Linked DNA regions of Monodelphis domestica: region 2 is linked to region 1. The links are chromatin contacts, called in public Hi-C maps. All regions are on one chromosome and are shown on one strand. The core of a region is the stretch at or near the end of the contact, and the rest is flanking DNA. Distances in the headings are between cores, read along the strand shown. Region 1 has its middle 160 kb from the start of TBL1X. Region 2 holds the start of TBL1X (transducin beta like 1 X-linked).

Region 1 (7,433 bases), core at 3,576-6,075:
CCAAAAATGATTCTCCTAAAGCACAGATCTGCCTAGGTCACTACTCTACTCAATAAACACTATTATTTCTTTATGTGATATAATTTACCCCATTTTACTTCTTTTCCCATTTCTCTTAATATTACCCTCTTTTCACCCCAATTTTAGTATTTTTTTGATATATCATCCTAAACTGCTTACTACCATCCCCTCTATGTATACTTCTTCTAATTACTATGATACTGAAAACAATTTTTAACAGTTACAGATATTGTCTTTCCATATAGAAATAAAAACCATTTGACTTTAATTGAAGCCCTTACATTTTTTTCTCTTTCTTGTTTACCTTTCTATACTTCTCTTGAATTTTGTATTTGGGCATCAAATTTTCTCTTTAAGTCTGGGCTCTTCTTCAGAAATGCTTGGAAATCTGTTTTATTCAATTGAGTTCCTATTATTTTGAAAAGAAAATATAAAATTCTCTTATTATATAAAGCTCCTTATAGCCTGGTTCCTTCCAACCTCTCCATTACTCTTAATACTTTATTCCCTGTCACTTGCTTATGATTCAGCTACATTGATTCATTTGCTGGTGTTTTGTTTTGTTTGAGTTTTTTTGCATAGTAAATTCCATCTCTTTTCCATGTCTTTGAACTGGTTATCTGCCATGCTTGGTATCCTCTGCCTCCTCAAGGTTTCCATACTTTTAAGATTGAGCTCAAATCCCCTTCTTCTACAGAAGGCTAGGGAGACCAAACTGCTAGTGTTTTTCCCTATTATTTTCCATCTACTCTGTATATATCTTATATTTACAGGCTTACCTCAGAGATATTGTAGGTTAGGTTCCAGACCACCACAATAAAGTGAGTCACATGAATTTTGGGGTTTCCCAGTGCATATAAAACTTATATTTATATGACACTGTGGTCTATTAAATGTGGATTAATATTATTTCAAAAAATGTACATTTCTTAGTTTAAAATACTTTATTGTTTTAAAAAATGCTAACCATCGTCTGAGCCTTTAGAGAGTCTTCATCTTGCTGGTGGAAGGTCTTACCTCCACATTGATGGCTAGTATGGGGTGCTGGTTGCTGAAGGCCAGTATGGCTTCATTTTTATTCGTATTTAAAACAAAACAACAATAAATTTTGCCAAATCAACTGGCTCTTCCTTTCACTTGCACATTTAGAGGCCATTGTATAATTACTAATTGGCTTAATTTCAATATTGTTATGTGTTGGGGAATAAGGAGGCCAGAGGATAGGGAGAGAGATGGGAGAACTGATGGTCCAGTGAAGCAGTCAGAACATATACAATATTTCTCAATTAATTTTGTTGGTTCTTACAGGCACAGTCTATGATACCCCAAAATAATTACAAGAGTAGCATCAAAGATCACTGATGACAGATCACCATAACAGCTATAATAATAGCTTTAACAACAGTGAAAAAACTTGAAATGGTGTGAGAATTAACAAAATGTGGTAGGGGGACTTGCTGTGGGGAAACTAGTGCCCACAGACTTGTTAAACATAGGGTTGACACAAACTTTCCATTGTAAAAAATACAGTATCTTTTGAAGGGCAAGCAAGGTATGCCTGTACCCAGTCGTTTATGTATGTCTTTCTCTTCTCAATATTAACTCCTTGAAGTAGATACTGTTTTTGCCTTTAGAGTTTATTAACTGCTCAAGTGACTAACTGAAGTCTTATCTCAGCTATCCTAGCTCCCTGAGGTCTTTCCTTCCCCAACTTAGTTTCCTCCTCCTTCTTCATGTCATAGTTTGGGGTCCCTTCACAATTCTTGGCTCCCCTGAGCTTAGGCAGGCAAATGGTAGCGGATGGAGGACTGAACTAGTCCGCTGGAAATCTTGGATTCAAATCCTGCTTGCCCACTTATGTATCCATAGACAAATCCTTTCATGGGTTTTAATAGAAACTGTCCAGGAGACAGAATGTTGCGTGTGTCCTTTCAGCCTAACTCTTGGTTTTGTCATCTGTAAAATGGGGGCAATGGTAGCACCTACAAATCACAGGATCGATGTAAGTGAGAAAATACATGTAAACGTTTTGGTAAGCTTACATAATGAGGAGCTGTGGTTATTATTATCTTGTGCATAAACTAGTCCTCCATCAAAGAGATCCAGGAATACAGCTGTCACATGAGTGGATTGCTGGCGCTAAGAGTGCCAGGGACTGTACTTTGCCCCCTCCCCCACCCCCCATATCCCCGCGGCTATGTCCTCCTTTCAGAGTTGCCTGACCCTGGCATTCACAAAGTCATAACACAGTGCAACCGCAGCTACATAGCAGCCAGAGTGCAGAAGGGATGCGATTTCTCTTTCCACACCCCTCCAGGCATCAAGGCTTTTAAAGTGCTCTTACAAAGCCTGCTCCTCCCACAAATCAAGACCATCTTTCATCTTTCATTTATGGAGACAGCCAATATCACCCCACCCCACCCCACCCCCCAGCCCCAAGAAACTTTGCCGTCTATGACACGTATACAAAATCCACCCCCCCCCCCCGTTTGCAAATTCACAAACCAGCCAGCTAAAATATACGTGTGACTTTTTTTTAAGCTCCTCAAAGTGCAAAACGACAATTTGCTAAAACTCGAAAACCCAGGAAACCCACGCCCATAAGGCAGCCTCCCCTAGAATGCCTGAATCTGATCCTTCCCCCTTTCCCCTCCCCCAGCTCCCAGACAAAGCCTGAAACCTTTTGGAGGAGTTGCATAACCTGGCACAGAGGAACGAATGGTTTTTTGTGTATTTTTTTTTCATCTGGCTTCACGTTATGGGAACAGATTGTGAACTATATGTTTGCCAATTTCTTTCCCCTGAGCCAGAACCATTTTTAAGTTATGTGTGCACAAAATGGCATTTAAAGGACTTAACTATCTCTAAAGTGGGAAAAAGAAAGGGCAGAACCCCCCCCCAACCACACACACACACACACACACATGCACATACAACTTGCACAACCTACGTCAGAAAGACTGATCCAAAGGAGTTTTTTTTTTTTCCTTTTGGGATTTGTTTTGGGGTGGGTTTGGGTTTTCTGTTTGTTTTCTTTTCTAGTGTGGGGGCAGGGAGGCGGAGGGAGTGGTGAAGTAGGCTTACTGGCAGCTACTGAATAGTTAGTAACCTAGAAAGGGCGTATTTTTGTTCGGATTTATCCTGTGGGGGAGGGGAGGTTAGCAAACTGTCTTGTCTAGCTAGAAGAGGTCTTTTAACCCGGGGTCTATGAACTTGGTATTTTTTTAAATGCTTTATAACTGTATTTCTGTATAATTAGTTTCCTTTGTAATCTTGGGCATTTTATTTTGTGCATTTAAAAAACATTATTCTAAAATAAATAAATAAAACATTATTCTGAGAAAAGCACCATAGGCTACCACAAGCTGCCAAAAGGGGTCAATTACACAGAAAAGCTTAGTGTAACTTTCTGCATAATTGGTTTCCTTTGTAATCCTATGTGTTTTATTCATTTCAAAAGCATTATTCTAATGTTACATGTAATTGGGAGATATTTAATGAAATAAATAGAAATGTATTTTTAAAATATTATGCTGAGAAAGGGTCCAAAATCTACCCCAAGCTGTCAAAAAGGTCAATTATACAGAAAAGGTTAATGTAACTTTCAGTATAATTGGTTTATTTTGTAATCCTATGTATTTTATTTTAGACATTTAAGAACATTATTCTAATGTTATATGGAACTGGAAATGTTCAATGAGGTAAATGAAAAATCATACATATTTTTAAAAATTAAAAACATTATTCTGAGAAACGGTCTGCCAGGCTGCCAAAGGAGTCAATAACACAGAAAAGGTTAATATAACTTTCAGAATGATTGGTTTCCTTTGTAATTCTATGTATTTTACTTTATGCATTTAAAAACATAATTCTAATATTACATATAATTGGAAATGTTCAAAAAAATAAATGAAAAGTCATATATATATATTTTTTAAATAAAAAACATTATTCTGAGAAAGGATATACAGGCACCCCAGGCTGCCAAGAGTCAGTAACACAGAAAAGTTAGCATAACTATATTTCTGTATAATTGGTTTTCTTTGTAATCCTATAGATTTTATTTTATGTATTTAAAAATATTGTTACATGTAAATTGGAAAATATTTAATGAAATAAAAAATAAAAAACATTCTGAGAAGGGGTCCATACCAACTTGACAACGGGTTAATACACAATAAAGGTTAGTGTATCCTGGATGTACCCCAATAGTTTAGAACATCCTCTTCCCACTGGAAAGTGTCATAATATATTTGTAAACAATAACAAATGTTTAACTAAGTTTCCTGTTATTTATTATCAAGGAAGATTGGGGTCATTTTTGTCAGTAATTTATAATATTTAAAATAATAATAAAAGACCCAGACCTTTTTTGTGATCAAATTTTTCAATCCTTTTTTATTATCTTTTAAAATAAGGCCTTAATTAAGTCTAAAAGGAGATAGCCTATGTTTGATTTGCATTCAGAAAATTTAGTGTGTTTTAACATTGTCTGGTTAGGCTGAAAAGGAAACTGTAAATTTATACAGTCTGGTAAAAATATTTGGCATTTGCATCTTAATGAGTCTCTGGAATGGAAGCTGGTCTGGGCTGGTCTCTTCTCCCCTCCCCCTTCCTCCTTCCTCCTCCCACCTCCTTCTACTCCCCTCCCCCTCTTCTTTTTCCTCTCTTCCCCTCCCCCCTCCCCTCCTCCTCCAGCTCCACTCCCCGCCCCCACCATTCGCACTCCACCTCCCGTACAGCGGAGCCGTGTGCGAGCTGGCTGCCGCTTCCCCTCCCCCACCGCTACATATTACCATCCAAATTCTGTGCTGTCTAGAAAGGTCACGTGACCCTCATCAGTCTCCTGGGGTGGAGGAGGGGAAGCAGCTTGAACCTGTTCTTTGTTAAGAGGTCAACGCCAGCTCCCAGAGCAGGAAAAGAATTACCGAAGAGTTTCGAAAAGCTGGGCACTCACTTCTACGGGGCGGGGGGTTGGGGGTGTGGAAACACCGCCTCGAATTGCTTTAGGGAGACGGGGCGTGAATCCTCTCCAGTCTTTGATGTGACCCTTCCCCCCCCCCCCCCCCCGGCAGGAATCTAGTTCTGTGTGCCCCCCACACACATTGGGATTCTAGCACCCCCAAGGGTCTGGTAGGTTTAAAGGGCCTTTGCAAAAAGAGATCCCTCCCTTAAGGGAACTGAGAATGGAGATAATAGATAAACCCAGGAGAAACCAGGAAGAACTGGCTATTGCTGAGTGGGTGTGGGGTACAAAGGTAAAGAGCTGTGGGTCCCGAACGTTAGCGAGGAAGACACGGTGGAGGAGGGGAAGGGTGGTAAGAAAGGAAATTCCTGCATCAACATTTGAAGCCTTAGTTTTTAAGCAGAGAACAAAAGCGGGAGGGGAGGGCGTTCCCCCCCACCCACCCCGAAAGGGTCTGACCTCCCCTGGGAGCCCTGCAGCCAAAGTTTGGAGGTCTGTTCCCACCTAGTCAACTTGTAATTAAACCTGTGAGAGAGAAACCAGAAAAGTGTTATGGCCGGTTAATTATTCTTTTGCATCTATAAACGGTGACCTCTGAAGTCTCATATTGTGAAATTGTTTCAAAAGAGGATTTTAGGTTGTTATCTAAGAAGCTCGGTCTTAACCCTTTAATCATGTTACGAAACACCGGTGTCTCGGGAGAGCATTGCTCCATGAAGTCTTTACTTCCCTTTGTTCTCAACTCTTGAAAACATTTTCTTCACCTACTTCGCGATTGTGGGCTCAGTGATCAATTGCAGAAATACAGCCCTAACCCAGACACTCCGACTTCCTTTTCTTCTCTCAACCCTCATTCTAAGGCTCCGATAAATGATCCTCTCTGCCTCGGCTAACGTGTGTGCGCGGGGGAGAAGGGTTTGGGGGCTTGCTATTTTGTTGTCGTTGTTGTTTTTAACCCCGTTGGATAAGTTTCCTGTGGTTAAGATAAAAATGTTAGGGAAGGAACTCTGAGCCAGAGGCAGGTCATTCTTGTCCTTTAACCTCTAAGAAGAGAAAAGGGTGGGTTAAAAGGTCAAGGGAAACAATTGAAATGCTTCATTTGCTTGAATAGCATTGGCAAATAAACTTATCCAAGAGATTTAGAATGATACTTTTAGGGGATTGTCTACCTTCCCAATGGCTGTACACAAGGACAAAGAATCTACTTTTTTGTGAGGAGGGAATACTCACTCTTCTTAGAAACATGCATATTTTAACAAGAGTAGTGGGTGATTGTAGTTTATATAATTTTTGTGACATTAAATCCCCAAGTTCACTTCCCATGAATTCATTATTTGGAAAATCAGGGACATTCAAAAATAGTAAAGGGGCAAAAGAGATTCACACCTGTTCTAAATTATTAATAAATGCATCATCCCCAATGGAATGATGTTTTTATTCCTGGAGGTTTTATCTGCATTTGACTTGCTATTATTGAATTGGCTAGTTCTCAACTTTTTTAATGCCTATAAACTAAGTATATAGGAAAACCTCTTTCCAAATAGTTTTAAGTGAATTCCCTCTGTCACCCTAAACTTTAGTCTGGAATATAAAAAGAAAAATAAATGACAAATAACTTCCTCAAGCCACCTTTCAGAGAGAATCAACTTTGCACCTCATTTTACAAACTGATCTTTATTGCAAAAAGATGTTGATAATACCAAGTGTGGGAAAAGAATCTTAACTGCCTACCATTCTTCTATTTCTTTCCATGAATGCCTCATTTACAGGGAAGGCACCTTTTTGGAAAACAGGTTTGCACAGTGGGAAAAGTAGAGGATTTAGAGTGTGAGAGGGACTGAATTCAAATCCTGTCATTTAATATCAGTATGATCTTGGGTACATCTCTTAGAATCTCTGGGACTAATTTTCCTTATCCATGTAGGAAAGAGGATTGGAGTCATCTGACTGTTTCTCCAGGGCTCTGTGGCTAGATTTCAGAGTCTGAAATTTTAGATAGATGAGAAAATATACATCCTTATTTTCACTAACCTCTAACTGTAATTTAGTATTTCCTTCAATTATGATACATACATTGTGTATATATCTATTTAATTATCCATATAGATAGATATATTTCTGCCATAAGCTTCACCATGGTGGCAAGGATTCTGTCACAACACACACACACATACACACCCCCTTGAATTAGTTGTTATCTAAAGCAATGATCCTGAAGGAGAGATTTCCATGTGGAAATTTAAAAATTAACATCCTCTCATTTCAATCATTTAATCAGTATAATCTTAAGTAAGGAATAAATTCAGGGACAAGGTGGAAGGAAGTCTTGGATCTACTATGGAATTAGTCTGAATCTATATTGTCCTTTTGTTCCTAAAAATTTTCCCTAACCCTTTTCCACCAAATTTACATGAATTTAGAAGACCTAAATTCAAATCTAGAATCA
Region 2 (7,433 bases), core at 3,610-6,109, 160 kb after region 1:
TATGGAACTCAAATACATATGGGACACATACATCATATATATTGTATGACTATCAAAACTTTTAGAAAGAATAGTGAGAATGCATTTACACAATGCTACAAAGAACTTCACATATATCATATCCATACAAACAGAGCAGGAGGGGACCTCGAAGACCACTTAATCCAATCAGCTCATTTCACAGATGAGGAAACTGAGGTCTAGAGAAGTTAATTTGATTAAGGTTTTCCCAGGCAACTCGTGGCAGAGCTGAGATTTGAATTTTGACTCTAAATCTTCAAACTGTCACTCTTTCCATGATACTCCATGTCCTCCCCTGCTTTGATTCTGGTATGCAAGTTATAATGAGCATTACTTGCCAGTAGTAGTAACGTAAGCATTACTCTCCTCATTTTATAAATTAAGAAACTAAGGTTCATAGAAATTAAATTAAATCTAATGCCTAGATTCATATAATACTATGTTATTATGATACATATATATGATATGTGATGTAATAATGTGAATATGATAATTCACATAATAAATGCTGATATTAACACATGCTTTCTAACTCCAAATCTAGAACTTTATCTGGTCGATTCAGTCTCTAAAGAATATGTATCAGAGGAGGAAAAAGGTGGAAAATATGCCCAATTCATGTGAAAAATAACAGAATTTTCTTTTCTGAATTAGCTTGACAACTTTCCCAAATTCATTCTCATGCTTATTCTTTGTGTAAATAGATACCTTGATTCCTTCCTTTTCAATCTCTTCCTTGGAAATTGTCATAATAATAATAGCTAGCACTTTACATAACACTTTCAAGTTTATAGAACACTTTCTAAAGAGTATCTCTTTTGATCCTCACAACAGATGCTATTACTATTTCCATTTTGTAGATAAGGAAACAATATGTAGATAAGGAAACAAAGGCAAATACAAGTTAGGTGACTTATTCAGGGCCACATAGCTAGTATGTATGAACCAGGATTTGAATCAGGACCTTCTTGACTGCAGGTCTAGTCTTCTATTCACTGGATCACCTAGCTGCCTAGGTATAATTAAATATAATAAATTCAAACTATAAGAGGAACCCAAAAGCTAGAATATTGTAAACAGTTTGTAAGAGGAAACCAAATGCTGGAATAGAGGACCAGCATTATAAATATGGTTGGGGGATCTTGGGTTTCTTATATTGATTACACGGTGAGTCTTCGGTACTTATTATGGGCAAAAAATTGTTTATAAACAACATCAAGTAAAAATCAATGCAACCACCATCCCTCCACTAATTGGGTTATTATTACAGAGGAAAGCAAGAACATATTCTGACTTAACCCTTCCATATCCCAGGCGTTGCTGCATAATACTTTCACTCATTCCCCTTTCCTTGTTGCTAGCTTAGCCCTGAAATTTGGTATGTACAAGTGGCCAGGGGTGATGGGGATTTTATGCTGGGTAGAGTAAAGAACATTTTCTTTGACTTATTTACTTATGGTTGGTTCTTAGAGCAATAGCATTACAAAGTACATCTGAAATGACTTTTTTTTTAATTTACTAGCAAGACTGATCTCTGTATACTGTCTGGAGCTTTTCATTTTATGCAGGAAAAGCAATCATATTAGAATCATATAACCAGAGAATTTTCAAGTGGGAAAAGACCTTAGAGATTATCCATTCCAACCTTTAAATTACAACTTGATTAGGTACAGTACTTTTCCCACTTGCCCACAACGTTACAAGGTCCCTTAAAATTCATCTCATAAGTAAAATGGACCTAGAAAGAGGAACCTGAAGGCTGACATTATTTCTTCAACTTATAGCAGTAAAGGAAACCAAGGATCTCAGTGGTCAACAACAGAGCTGGAAAGAACAGCTTATTATAATGCTTTTTCTACCAGGCCAGCCATGAAAGAAAAAAAAGAAAAGAAAAAAGAAAATACTGACCAATATATCAAGAGTTTTAAAGAGTTCAGGATGGGCCTAGCGAGAATTGGGCTCCAGAGCTAATGAAAACCAGACTGTAAGTAAGTCTAATGAGAAATTTAATATATACGCCTTCCTATTCCCTTTTTGTTTGATTTTTTTATGTGAATGTTTGTGGGAGGAATATTGAATGCATTTGCTGCTGATAGATTCTTGTGTTCTTTTAACAGAGAATAGGGGGAAGTAGCCCATAGAGCATGTGTATTATTTATTGAGTGGTTATTGCTGTTAGTGCCTTATCCTACTCTATTTTATGTGCCTGCCTTCCTTCCTTCCTTCCTTCCTTCCTTCCTTCCTTCCTTCCTTCCTTCCTTCCTTCCTTCCTTCTTTCTTTCTTTCTTTCTTTCTTTCTTTCTTTCTTTCTTTCTTTCTTTCTTTCTTTCTTTCTTTCTTTCTTTCTTTCTTTCTTTCTTTCTTTCTTTCTTTCTTTCTTTCTTTCTTTCTTTCTTTCTTTCTTTCTTTCTTTCTCCTAACTCTCTCTCCAACACAAGTACCAGTCCACTTGGAGGTCAAATAACTTGAGCTTCAGTTTCCTTCCCTGTAAAATGGGAATGATCATCCTTTCTTTTTGTAGGATAGAGAAAAGATAATATCTGAGAAGCAACTTATAAATTGGCAAGCATCACATAAATTATGAGTTATGTTATTCTTATTTAGTGGCACAATCAGGACTAGAACCCACGTTTCTGACTCAGTTGAATATGCTTTCTATTTCATTCCACTGCCTTCCTTTTTGCCTAAGACCTGCCCCTTTCCTATAATAATAGACTATCAATGAAGAATCAGTAAATTAGATTAATGTAACAGTTAATCTAGGTTCTTAACCAGAACAGGATGAAAGGAAATAGGCTAACATTTCAGTGGGATGGATTATGCCTAACTTCATTATGAGGGAAAAATTCTAGAAACATCTTTCTGTGGAAAATTTAGTTAAATGAATAACCAGATCTCTTTTGGAAGGGTCAAGGGCACTGGAAGGAGCAGAGGAGCAAGTCTATGTCCAGCTGTTGGTGTTCTCTTGTACCTCATGTCCTTCCTCCATTGCACTAGGGAAGCTGAAGATGGGTTCTGGAATGGGTCCAGGAATTGAACTAATTGCCTCCGCAATGTCTACTATGTCTTTCACATGGAATGGTTGTTCTTATTTGGGGAATGAAGGAGGAAGTCTAGAGTCTTGATCCACTCCAGCAGGGATGAATGGTCTGAGTTTCACCCCATTTCGAGGGTCTTTTGTCCATAAGTTTGCTCCCCTTTTCTCCTCTGCCATTGAATTTGCCCTAGGTGCTAGAATTCTTATTTACAGGTCTGTGTGAGTGTAATTCTGCCAGAAGATAAGACAGATAACCTTTCAATATTCCCTCAGGGTCCTTCCACTGAAGTAAGTCTAAGAGATAAATGGTTAATTTCAATAAAAAATCCATTCATTGTTTTTTCCCCAAAATTCAAGTAATTATCATCAGACGTTATTAAAAAGCCAGGATGAATGCTGAATTCTATTCATTAGCTGGGTATTGTTGCTGTAACCTGGCTGCAAATTCTGTACAGGTAGCCAGAAAGCTTATTCATATGAGCATTTCTACAGATTCTTCATCATTTAAGTATTGGCACCGGCTAAGTAAGTTGAAATAGAAAGGCAAGTCATTTACCAAGTTCAGTCCTCTGACAAAGCAACTAACAAAATCCTGGGCTCCCAGGCTGGAGGGAGGGTTTGTTTTGCTGCGCAGCTAATAGAGAGTGTGTGGTACCAGAGGAATGTGTCACAGTAATGCAGAGAGCTGTAATGATGTCAACTTGTTATTTACTTTCCAAATCTGAATGACTGAGCAAGGCGAAAGGAGAATCAATCAACCACAATGTGACCCTACAGGCGGAAAAAACACAGCACTCCCACCAGTAAGCGATTGGGGGAAGGGAAGCACATGTAACCAGGGCAATGTTGCATCATTTACTTGCATTGGTTTTGTATCGCACCCTTCTTTTTTCGATTGAATGTAATACCTCAGTATCAATCTGTACAAATCCAGGGGACAAATAAGGAAAGAAGGGCAGGTTCAAGGCAAAAGAACATCAACAAAACCTTTTGGGGGTCTTGAATTGCAAGTGATACATAATAAAAATCCATTCTGCTGATTCACAATTATGGAGACTGTGTAAGTCTATATTTTTGATGTGTTCTAATGATGGTGTAGACACAATCGTTTTGCATCCTTCGTGATTGATAATACTACGATGGCATTTGCATTTTTCATGTTTACATTTTTGATAAGGGACCTGCCCCGTCCAAAGTAACGATTTTTCTCTTCTCGCAGACAAATAGATCAAATAAGGTAATGCTGTGGATTGCTAAGTACAGTACTAGCCACTTATTACAAGGCTTACCACCCTCCCCTCCCCCTCCCCCAAAGCCAAACCAGACCACCCCACCGTCCTGAAAATGTAGGATCCAGGCAACCCCCCCCCCAATGTATTTTGGAGTATTTGTTTAATTGGATTAAACTCACAAGGGCTAGGTGAGTGCCCCATGCTTGGAGGAGGGAGAGAGAGAGCCCTAGAATTGGGGAGTTAGATCTGTGTAAAGTAAACCAGGAGAAAGAAAAATACTTTGTAAATAACTATCTGAAACCTGGAGAAGATAATGCAAACCAGTGTGGAGGCTGGAACGCCTTTCCACCCTAGGAGCAGCAGCAGCAGCAACAACAACAACAATAACAACACCAGCCCCACAACCTTCCTCTCCCAGAACCCCCTTCCATATGCATATATGCCTTATTTCATCCACATATGTACACACTATTGCTCATCCACCCGGGCTTATTTTGCAAAACTGCACACAACAGAGCTCATATATATTTTTTCAAACGAGGGGGAGGGGAGGTGTTTTCAAGCAGCCGAATTTTAGAAGGGAACAATCTAAATGCTGGCTGTGTTAGGATAGTTGGGAATTATTTTATTTTTTTCTATTTTTGCCCTCCCCCCACCCCCCGGGGTGGGGTGGTGATTGGCTGGGTTCTTGTCTAGTTGTGGTTTAAGTTTCTTTTTCTTTCTTTCTTTTTTTTTTGCAGGAGGGGGGAGGGGTTGCATTTTGGAGAGGGTGTGTGTGCAATAGGGAAAAAAAAAAGGTGGTTCCCCACCCCACCCCTTCTTTGCCTAGTTCAGGTCAGCGTGCTGGATTTTTTTTCCCCCTAGGAGGTCACTCGCTGACTGTCTCTGTCTCAGTCTCAGTGTGGATCTCTTGTCTCTTTTCTCTTTCCGAGGGGTAGCTGCTTCTGTTTCTGTCTCCCTCTCCACCCTCACCCTCTTCTCTGTCTCTCTCTCTCTCTCTGTCTCTCTCCCCCTCTCTCTCTCCCTCCCTCCCTCCCTCTCCCCACCCCCACCCCTCACCTCGTACACACAGACACACACACACAGACACACATCAAACACTAACTCTGCTAATGAATTAGTGAGCCGCAAGCAGCCAAGCAGCAGCACCTCCTGACCGCCATTCCGCACCCAAAAAAAAAAAAACCCAAACCAAAAAAAAAAACTTTCCATTTTCCTCTTCCCACTCTCTGGGACTTCCTTTGCATTTCGGTGTGTGCAGAGGGGGGAGGAGGAGGAGGAGGAGGAAGAGGAGGGGGAGGGGGGAGAGTTGGGATTTACAGTCTCCTTTAACGCTTGCTGGGACCTTGGAAAAAAAGAAGAGTTACACCATGTACAGCAAGTGAAAGAAAAGTCTTGTGTGTTTCCAACAGAAGTTGAGGCTTTTACCCCGCTGCTTCCAGGAGTGAAAAGCATTGCCTTTAATATACTTGGAGTGAGGTGAGTTTGGAGGGCTGATTATTCATCACTTAGACCTTTTTGGGGAGGGGGGAGAAAGAGACAGAGTGAGTGAGAGACAGAGATAGAGAGAGGGAGAGGGAGAGAGGGGGAAGGGAGGTGGAGTGTGTGTGTATATATGTGTGTGTGTATTGCAATTTTCTGATCAACTGGCCCCTGCTTGCCATGCCTCCCCCCCCCCCCCATGCAACAGACTTCCCCGGGTTCTTTTTTTTTTCTTTTTTTTTGGTGGTGGTTATTATTTATTTATTTTGCTCGTCCCACCCCCCCACCCCCCAATGGATTTATGGCTCTGTTTCTCCTAGGATTCCCCACGTTTTGCTCTTGAGTATCTATAGTGTGTGTTATGTGGTTTTGTTGTCTTAAATCATCTGGACAAAAGTGGCTGGCTTTCTCCAAGGAAAGGCTTATAATTGTGATTATTTTGTGATTGTTGGCTTAGGTTTGGAGACGGTGGTGAAATTTTTAAGGCTTTTGAACAATAACAAAATGTGTTAGCTCCTGAAGTGCTCCTGAGACTGGCTTTTTTTTCCCTCCCCCCCTTCTCCCCGTCTTTGTTTTGGGCTGGAAAAGAAAGATCAATAAGTTTGGAGCAGAGTTTTTGGAATAATCACTTGGCTTTCAGGGGCTGTATTTTTAATTGGGAAAACTGCTAAATGTAAGGTATTCACATTGCAGATGGTGTGGAATTTCCACCAGCCCAGGGTGGGGGAGGGGAATCCCATTCATCTACAGTATTAGCTACAGCAAGGATTGGAATTACACTCGAGAAAATGGATCAAAGTGGAACTCCAAGGAGTTAAATAAGTTCGTGGGTGTGCATGTCTGTGTGTTTTTTGAAGCACAATTCGCCGTACTTGTCAAGTAACTTGAAAGCCACTCTTCCCCTCCCCCTTCAGCAAACTAGTGGGAACAGTGCTCAATGTTATGAAATAGATGGAGGGTGGCTTTTATTAAAGTGTGTGCCGGAGGTTGCCCACTTCACCAGAAAACAAAATTGCAGACCTGTTGCTTACGTTGTTAATGGCACAAGAGGACTCGCTGGAGTTGTGCATTTCAGGGCCCCCGCCGCCGGAATCGCCACCCCCTTCCCAAAGGGTGGGCTCGCCCCGGAGACACCCTCGGCTTCCCAAGCCTGGGACTGCCTGCCTCCGTCCCAGCAACTCCTGCACTCACGGCTTGCCGATTTCTCCGCTTTGCTACTTTGGGACGGTTGGGATCCGGCCAGTCATTTTGATATCTGACTTCCTAGGGTTTCCTTTCACCCATCCTGGGGGCGGGGGAGGGGAGGGGGCCTGGGAGAGGAGGCTGCCCCCCCCCCCCCACGCCGGACCTGTTTAATAGCATATTATTCTAGTCTCTAAGCCATTATTGCTGTGAAAATACTAAAAGTTAGACGTCTGGGGATTGCATTTCAAGTCAATAACACTGTTGGGGGTGTGTGTGAGGGAGGGGGACAGAAACAAACTCCGATCCGATCCGTGAAATATTTCTTAATTTCTACAAAGGCTCCCCCCTCCCCCCCTTATTACATGATATTTTTCTTTTCCTGCAGGCACCAGAACTCACTTTTAACCTGAAAGGGGGAGGGGCATAGCGACCGAGCTGAGGGGGAGGGCGAGAGAAACCTTTCTCCCGGGCCATGT

What was found. Hi-C and Micro-C count contacts between places; a contact is called where the count stands out from the background.
Region 2: a Hi-C map of limb shows a contact between it and region 1, with 7 times the contacts expected there. The contact joins the promoter of TBL1X here to the enhancer-like site in region 1. A contact is called at or near these places in 2 of 2 Hi-C or Micro-C datasets (limb and spleen and liver).

The regions. Positions count from the first base shown.
Region 1 is chr8:227,496,231-227,503,663 of mMonDom1.pri, forward strand. No RefSeq gene overlaps it. Among named protein-coding and RNA genes, the nearest start is that of TBL1X, 160 kb to the right of the region's middle. Within about 2 kb of position 4,826, at least 1 of the 2 cell types and tissues checked has open chromatin away from gene starts, as enhancers often do. A contact at or near this core is called in limb, where this site is marked.
Region 2 is chr8:227,654,382-227,661,814 of mMonDom1.pri, forward strand. TBL1X (transducin beta like 1 X-linked) reads left to right here and starts at 4,860. Exons shown (of 17, transcript XM_056808020.1): 1 at 4,860-5,769.